Regions from separate parts of the Rattus norvegicus genome. Here region 1 is linked to region 2. The links are chromatin contacts, called in public Hi-C maps. All regions are on one chromosome and are shown on one strand. Each heading gives the region's core, a stretch centred on a gene start, on an enhancer-like site or on the middle of the called end of the contact. The rest is flanking DNA. Distances are from core to core; before and after follow the strand shown.

Evidence for each region. A called contact is a pair of places that touch in the nucleus more often than the background predicts.
Region 1: a Hi-C map of liver shows a contact between it and region 2, with 2.4 times the contacts expected there. The contact joins the enhancer-like site here to the promoter of Elovl6 in region 2. A contact is called at or near these places in 4 of 12 Hi-C or Micro-C datasets (the A7r5 cell line, liver and mammary epithelial cells).

Annotation. Positions count from the first base shown.
Region 1 is chr2:220,795,031-220,799,064 of GRCr8, reverse strand. The region is part of intron 2 of Elovl6 (ELOVL fatty acid elongase 6); the gene reads right to left. Among named protein-coding and RNA genes, the nearest start is that of Elovl6, 59 kb to the right of the region's middle. Within about 2 kb of position 2,419, at least 4 of the 93 cell types and tissues checked have an H3K27ac peak or open chromatin away from gene starts, as enhancers often do. A contact at or near this core is called in liver, where this site is marked.
Region 2 is chr2:220,736,555-220,740,472 of GRCr8, reverse strand. Elovl6 (ELOVL fatty acid elongase 6) reads right to left here and starts at 2,378. Exons shown (of 5, transcript NM_134383.3): 1 at 2,322-2,378; 2 at 2,051-2,171. The coding sequence starts at 2,139.

The DNA of each region.
Region 1 (4,034 bases), core at 1,170-3,669, 59 kb before region 2:
AGGCCCCAGGAAAATCCCCTTGGGGAAATTAAAGTAACACAGTAGTAAGTAATCTTCAAATCAACCAATGGTTTGGGCATCACCCATCTTGGCAGCTACTGGATAGTTTGCTTGAAGTAACATTGTATCGTGTGGGCTGGGGCATCAATCCCTTCACATACTTACTGAGGCGTGACCTGTCTGGAATTCTCTAGGCGTCTTAGGACGGCTTACATGAACTTCATGTGTAATCACCTCAAGGTATCAAAGGCAGCATGCTTGTGTCTGTACATGAACCGCACACATATAAATATAGGCGGGTGTGCATTTCCATTCACACAGGATAAAGACTGTCAGCAGCCGGACTCCCACTTCTGCACAGGAACTCTGTCTGCAGTTTGGTTTTATCGGTATTTGTTCAATATAACAGAAGCTTCCCAGCTCATTAACACCTACATCTGCACCTTGGACAGTGAAGCAAAGATCACGAGACACTTAGAAAATGTCGGCCAAAGCATCGCTCCCGTCCCCCTGGGCAACTCTGGGCTTTGCACTGAGTCTTAGCTTCTGTGAGCATTGTGAGACAGCGCGCTTAGCAAAGCAGTTCTTGTGTGCATTATTTTTCACCTGAACTATTCGAATTGTTTGTTTATGTCGATCAAAACCGGCTATGGGATTTCCAAATCCCCCACGTCACTTTAGATAGGCGATCTTTTCTCTGAGAGCTGCCTGTTTTGTAAACATGATGCATACTTTTAGAATTATCAGCAGCAAATCCAGCTTACTGCAGTGGGCGTGAGGCACACAACAATATGATGAATGGATGCAATAGACTTACTTTATTTGTTATAAAAATATTCATTAAATACCCATTTAGTAAGTGTTACCTTAGAAGATGGGTGCAGTCTTCCAAACACACAAACACATAGCAACACATACAACAACCCTGGCAAACAGGAGACAGAAACGAAAAGATCAAGACTTCAAAGCCAGCCTTACACATGAAACACACAGACACACACACACACACACACACACACACACACACACACACACACCCCAGCAGGCCAGCATTCTATGCGTTCTATTACTGTTTTCCTTGGTGTAAATTTGGTCTGATTTCTCAATAAAGTTCCTCAACTTCTCATCCACTTTGTGACAATCTCTGGTGTTTCTGCATTTTACACGAGGACAAATGCAACATACTCTGGGTTTTCACAGTGAGGCTCAGTCAGTCCTGCAGCGCCAATACCGCTTCTCAACAGAATCCATACAATTTTAGGATTGCCTGTAATAAAAAGTCCACTCCTTATTGAATAAGTTACATAAAGCTCTTTTAGAAACACGTAAGAAGCAATAAAGAAAATTCATCTGTCTTCTTCTAAGCAAGGCGGGACTATGAACAGATATGATCCAGTTTGAAATAAAGTTAGAGACGCAAACGCCCCAGGTTATGACTATTGATTCTGTTTTCCCATGAACAGCTTTCTGCAAGGCCACCATTCCCTTAATTATTCTGTCTGTGCCCGATGGCCAAGTGAGCATGACCCTTGGGACAGCTGGCTCGGGACCAGTCAAGGTTTTCTGAGTTCATATCACCTTTATATTTCAAGCCTTTAAGTATTTCTTCTTAAAGTCCCCAAGTGTCTCTTCCTCAAACCATTTTTTTTTTGGTTTGTTCGTTTTGGTTTTTTTTGTTTTTGTTTTTGAGGCTAAATTAACAAATGCCTCTCCTGTACCACCACACAGAGCCTCAAAGTTGGGGTAGAAGGAAGAGGAAGGTGGAAATCAAGGGAAATGAAGACCTGGCAAGGAACGTGACCCCACACGTTCCAGTGTTTTCTGGGACTGTCAGCTAAAGAGCCATGAAACCAGGCAACTGCAGAATTAGCCCCCCACCCCCACCCCGAGTCCCCTTTCTTGCTGGAAGGCCAAGGGCACCATGACATTAAGTAGCTAAAGACATCAGAGCTGAGAAAGGAAATTAGTAACTCTGGAAATCTTAAATATATCCCTCCTCATATACAGATCTGTCAACAAATAAAACCTAATCGTTCTTATTTCCTTAGAAGACTAGAAGTCAAGAGAACTTCAGACTTTAGAGTTTATAGGAACAACTGTGAGTTCTAGAAAGAACTAGACATCAATAATTCCGACTTGGATCCAGGATTAAAATAACCTTTCAAAAAAGCAGTGACCGGGATGACCAGACAGTCACTGCAATTTTTTAACCATAGATTTTTTTTCCCTTTAACCCTGTAATGACAGTTCACGGTTCACAAAATACTTTAGCACAACACAGATTTTCTTGACAACAGAATTTCACTCTTATAGAACACAGTAACCTTCCTTTTTGTGATTACTCCCTATTACGTTCATTACCCTGGCTAACACGCACCGGGTTAACATGCTGAGGTCAAAGTCACTCAGACATGGAGCCAACTGACCTTTCACCCAGAAAAGCCTCACTCTGGAACACCAGCAGCCCTGGCTTTACAAGCAAACACTTCAGAATTTATGTTCCCATCAAATCCATCTAAATGAAAAGGGTAGAGCCAAGCCAGTACTAACAGATTCCTCTAACTTACTGATAGAATCTGGGGAACTCTCACCTATAATTCTGACACTAAATTTCCTTGACAACACACACGTGTTTCATGCCAATACAACAACACTTTTTGTCGTGCTAGCAGAGCTGCCCAGAACTCCTAGACAGTTGTATTCAGGAACGATGACTCTGAGTTCTGACGAGGTTGGGAATTAGTGGAAGCCCATATCATTGTTATGAGGCAACATTATAGCCTTTTACGAGTAAGATCACAAAATGGACCCATTAATGACTAATGCATTACAGACCAGGGTTCAAAGCCAGACGCATTCTGTTGTTGGAAATATGTAATCTCAATCAGAGGTTTCTGCCCCTCCAATTATCATTCAATTCCCAGATAAAAGGCACAAAACCTTTATATTTATAACGAGCCTTTACAGCCCCAGAGCAGGCAAGTATCTACCCTCTACACTATCGTGTCTACTTTCCTGCCATTAACTACGAGATATGACTTGCCATGTTCCGCCTGGGCCTGCCCTCATGGTCAGTTCTCCTTCCTTCATGGTGCCTTCTCTCTCCACCTGCACTCTCTTCCTCCCTTATGGTCCTCCTCAGACCCCCAGGCCAGGAACTAAAACGCTGCCTACCTCTCTTCCGCTGGGTTATAGGCTGTTGGCATCTTTATTCAACCAATAGTCTTAAGTTAATGAACAAGGCTACAAAGTATCACTTGGTGTGTGTGAGGTTCTCCTCATCCCTGTGGCAACCAGATCTCTGAGGTGTGTTAACAATGCAGGTCATAGCAAAGGACTGAATCTCAACAAGTTCTTTATTCTTCCGGCAGCTTCTGCTTAAAACCTTACGTAGAGACTTCCGGTTCCCTACGGCTTAGGTTCAGCAACATAGCTTAAGGAGGCTGTCTGTCTTTCCGGAACGGCATGGGTCACCTTCATCACAGCCAACTGAAAGACCGCTCACAAGACCGGGCCACTAACACTTCCTTCCTGAGGAAAGGGAGGGCTCATGCAGTGCATGTGGTGGCATGCGAGAGACATGTGGCTCATGAGACGGTGGTGGTAGGAGCATGACTCCCAGGTTTAATGGCTGCTGGGGGTGTTAATAGGTAGTACTTGTCTTTCATAGTGGAGACGCCTATAAATTGCCTACTCAAGTAACCCCCGACCCATGTTCCTGTAAGTAACCTCAATTAAACTCATTCGGGACTTTCGGTCAATGGCTGGTGCCTTAGCTGGGATGAGAACGGGTGTACTTGCTAAGAAAACATAATGCCACTGCTACTTGCTGTCACTTAACTGTGATATTTCTTCACTAAGGGATCCACTTCTAAGTTTTAGAAACTTAACTGTCAAGCACCATTCAAAGGACAACCCCTCTCTTCCTTGCAGCATGGGTTTCTGCTGTCTTCTGTTTTAGTCTACAAATACTTCCAGAAATGTAGCACCTTGCCAGGCCCTATTTGAGGGTTGGCTACATGGTGCTGAACAAG
Region 2 (3,918 bases), core at 1,129-3,628:
GAAGAACAAAAGTACTGTTCAAGAGCTAATAAGCAGTGGTCAAATAGTAACAAGAGAAAAGAAATTAGTGTATTTGGGATATTTCCAGTCCCAATGAGGACCATGGACCTGCCTAGTTCTGACGGCGACTGTCACTTAATTGAGTGTCTGGAGAAAGAGGCGGGAAATGGTCCTGGGGCAGGCACAGAAAGTAGCCTTAAGGAAAAAAACGGGGTGGGGGTGGGGGGCAACAAACAGAGACAGTATGCACCAGGGTGGTGCAGCAGCGAGGGCGGGCAGTGAGTGCCATGCGCCTGCAGAGGCTGGGAAAGCCTACTCCGGAATGGCAGGCCCAACCGGGAGGCAGCAAGCTAGAGACAGCATGTTAGGAAACGCGAGCAGCGGGCTACTAGAGGAAGGCAGAGAAAGGCAGGCTAGAGCCCTGCAAGGGACGGTGACAAACAGTCTCAGAGAAGACCGGAGCCCTAGGCTGGCAAGCTGAGCTCAGGTCACCGCCCTCCAAACCCCTAGCGGAAGTGCACCTCCAAGCCCCCTGAACGCCAGCCCGAGGGGGCTGGGCTTCCTGCAGCGCTCCGGCGTCCCAATGGCCGCCCCCTTACAGGGCGATCCAGACTCCCCGCGGGTGCAATCCCGCCCCGGACCCGGGCCTGCGCCCTCGGCCTCGGCTTCCTGGAGGACGCGGGCGACCGCACCAAGGTGGCTCTGGGGTTCGGGGCTTCAGGCAGGCAGCCGCCATGCTACAGCCCAAACTCGCGCGCCCCGGAGTCTTGGCTCCGCCCGGTCGCCGCCGTAAACCGCCCAGGGGCCCAACTCGCAAGCTGAAGGCCAAGGGTGGGCGCGCGCCCGGCGGGCGGGAAGGGGCGGGAGCCGCCAGCTCCGGACCCGGCTGGGGAAGGCGAACTCCCGGCCTCCGCCTCCCGCAACTCCCCGGGCGGCTGCCACCACCCGCCCCAGCCCGGGAGCGCCGGCGTCTCCGGTTTCCCATTGATGAATGGAGGGAGGGAAGGCAGGTCGCGAGCGCCCTCGCACGCGGCAGCGGAACCTCCCCGAGTCCGGAAGCCCCCCGAGGGCCGGCCGCTGCGCAGAGGGGGTGGTGGGGTGGGGGTGGGGAGGTCGTGGGGCTCGCACTAAACCAGAGGGAAAGGTCTCCAACACTGCTCAGTCTACGGGAAGGAGGGAGCTCCCTTCTTAAATATTGCAAGGTGACACTGGATCGCCTCCCACACAGGGATTTTTTTTCAAGACTGACAGGAGGAACTCAGTAAACAAGATGTTTTCCAGCATTCGAAGTTCTGGGGAAAGACCTCCAAGACTGCCGGGCAAGAGCCTCCTAGTACCTAAACTGGCGCTCCGCACAGACAAGCGTGTCCAAAAGGCGTTTCCTTTACACAGAAACTTAATAATGGCGTGGCTCCACTTGCTCCGGTTCATTCATTTTTATTGCAGTTTTCATTGTCCCCTCCTCCCCGATGTCTTTATGAAACCGGAAAGTAATCTGAGTGGGGAAGGGGTCCAGGACCCTTGGGCATCTATGGCTGGAGGCGGCAGTCAAGGGAGGGCAGTAAAGTGGAAGAACTACAAGGAGAAAGGAAGGACACGAGGGATGGGGAGAGGGAAAGGACCAGAGAGAGGCGGGCTGAAGAGGGTTAAAGGGAGAGAAGACCCGGTCCTCCCTCCACAGCCTTGCACGCTCCAGTTGCGGGAGGCCAAGCAGAACCCCCAAATCTAAGCGAAAGCAGGGAGACAGACAGCACAGGTGGGGTAGCTGGATTGTAACATGCCTCCGTCCTCCGTAAATCATTCCAAGTACACATATTATACGTTCTACGTTATATAATCTACACAAAGATGCCCGCGTGGCCGCAGCTCACACAGGGCACCCCCAAAACACACGCTTCATGCAGCCTCAGAGTCTCCTGCAGACATGAGACCCTAGAACTCCGCGATCTGCTGGCTACCGCCGGCAATCCATCGCTCCGCTCACGCTCAGACTGGGAATACCGACATTAATGCACTCCCGGGGACAGTATCACGCGAAAGCATCACCTACCAGTTTTCCTGCATCCATTGGATGGCTTCATTCTCGTTGAACTGCTTCTCGAATTCATATTCTTGTAAAGTCAACACTGACATGTTCATTGGGGCTGATCTTCGGAGTCGCTACGTGTTCTCTATACAAAATAAAAAAATCTGTAAAGAGCCTTTTATTTTGAGTGCTCTCCTGTCTGCTTCCCCCACCCACCCCCCTAGGTATTGCCCCGCCGTCAGTCTCCTGGCCGATCTCTCTCCCAGCCTCAGCTACATCCAGGGTTGAGCATTGCCTGCGCCTCGGCTCCCAGCTCCTAGCTCAGGGGCTCTCCTCCCAGCGTCCGCATCCACCGTAGGAGGAAATGAATGCCTTGCGGTCTTAGTGCCCGCACGTTTGTCCATCACGCTTTTTACTCGTCTACAGGGAAATCTCCTCCCCCTCGTGCGATCCGGAAAATTAACCCTTTGCGCGAGAGGGCGCAGAAGAGCAAGACCTCCCCTCGCCCTGGGGGACAGTTTTGTTTACAAGAAGGTGGTCAGTGGACTGGGGGAAGGGCGCCAAGAGGGAGGAAGTGGCCTTGAGGTCATCCATCAGCCCATTTACCACCTCGTGGGCCTCCCTGCCTGGCCTTTGAATGAAGTTTCAGCGTGCGAGGCGCAGCCGGGAGGCCCGTGGACCCGAAATCTTGGCGAGTAAACGATTGGGAAATAGTAGAACCTGCCAGGCCTCTGGCATGAGAACTCCAGGCAAATGAATGAGAGGGTCACGTCGTACGAGCTCTCTCCTCACCCCCTCGACCCCGCAGCACTTTCTGAGACCACCTCTACCGGGCAGCTTAGGCGTGGATTTACCTTGACCACAGGGCCAGGTGGCCCGCGGAACCTTAAGGTCGTGTGCAGATAGGATCCTGAGGAAGATGACTTGGGAAGTCAAGGGTGACTGGAAGGCAGACGTGGAAGGGCAAGAAAGAGTTAGATGGAGGGTTTGGCTACCTGGAGGGGATATTATTGAACAATGGAGGAAAGGAATTTAGCATACAGAATTAGACCTACTGGTCTAATACCAAAACCTGTATGAGTTACTTTAGTTCTGCCTTATTCTTGTGAAATTAGGAAGAACAAATTAATGTAGGAGAGGGGTGAACGTAATGCTGATCCCGCTGAACACCAGCTCACAGCAATATCGTTTTAACCTTACCTTTCCCAAACACTCCTCTTATTTTCCCGGGAATGGTATTTTCATTTCCTAAAGGAAGAACGAAGTGAGAGCAATATGGCAACCTACTAGTTTATATTTTTAAAGTTTGTGATTTTTCAAGATGGATTTTTTTTATCTTGTTTTTTTTTTTTTTTTGGTTCTTTTTTTCGGAGCTGGGGTCGGAACCCAGGGCCTTGCGCTTCCTAGGTAAGCGCTCTACCACTGAGCTAAGTCCCCAACCCTTTTTTTTTTTTTTTTTTAAATGTTTTTGGTTTTTCTGTGTAGCCCTGGTTGTCCTGGAACTGGTTCTGTAGACCAGGCTGGTTTCAGACTCAGAGATCCGCCTGCCTCTTCCTCACTCACAAGTTCTGGGATAAAGGCCTGAGCCACCACAGCCCAGCTAATAACCTACTTAGTTTAAAAATATGTACATTAGAACCAGAAAGAAATTATCCTCTATGGTGTACATTTCCCCACATACCAACTAAAATGAAGAGTAAGCACTTCATTCAGAGTTAGATTAATCCCAGCAAGACATTGGAGGCTGAGGCAGGAAGATTGGTGCTAGTAAAATTGCCAGAAATTCAAGGTGAGACTGAACTTCACAGTGACATCCTTGCCCCACCCCCCAGTCTAAAGCGGGGGACAGGGGAGAGAATACCCCTAATCCTAATACAATCTGGAGTCAAAAG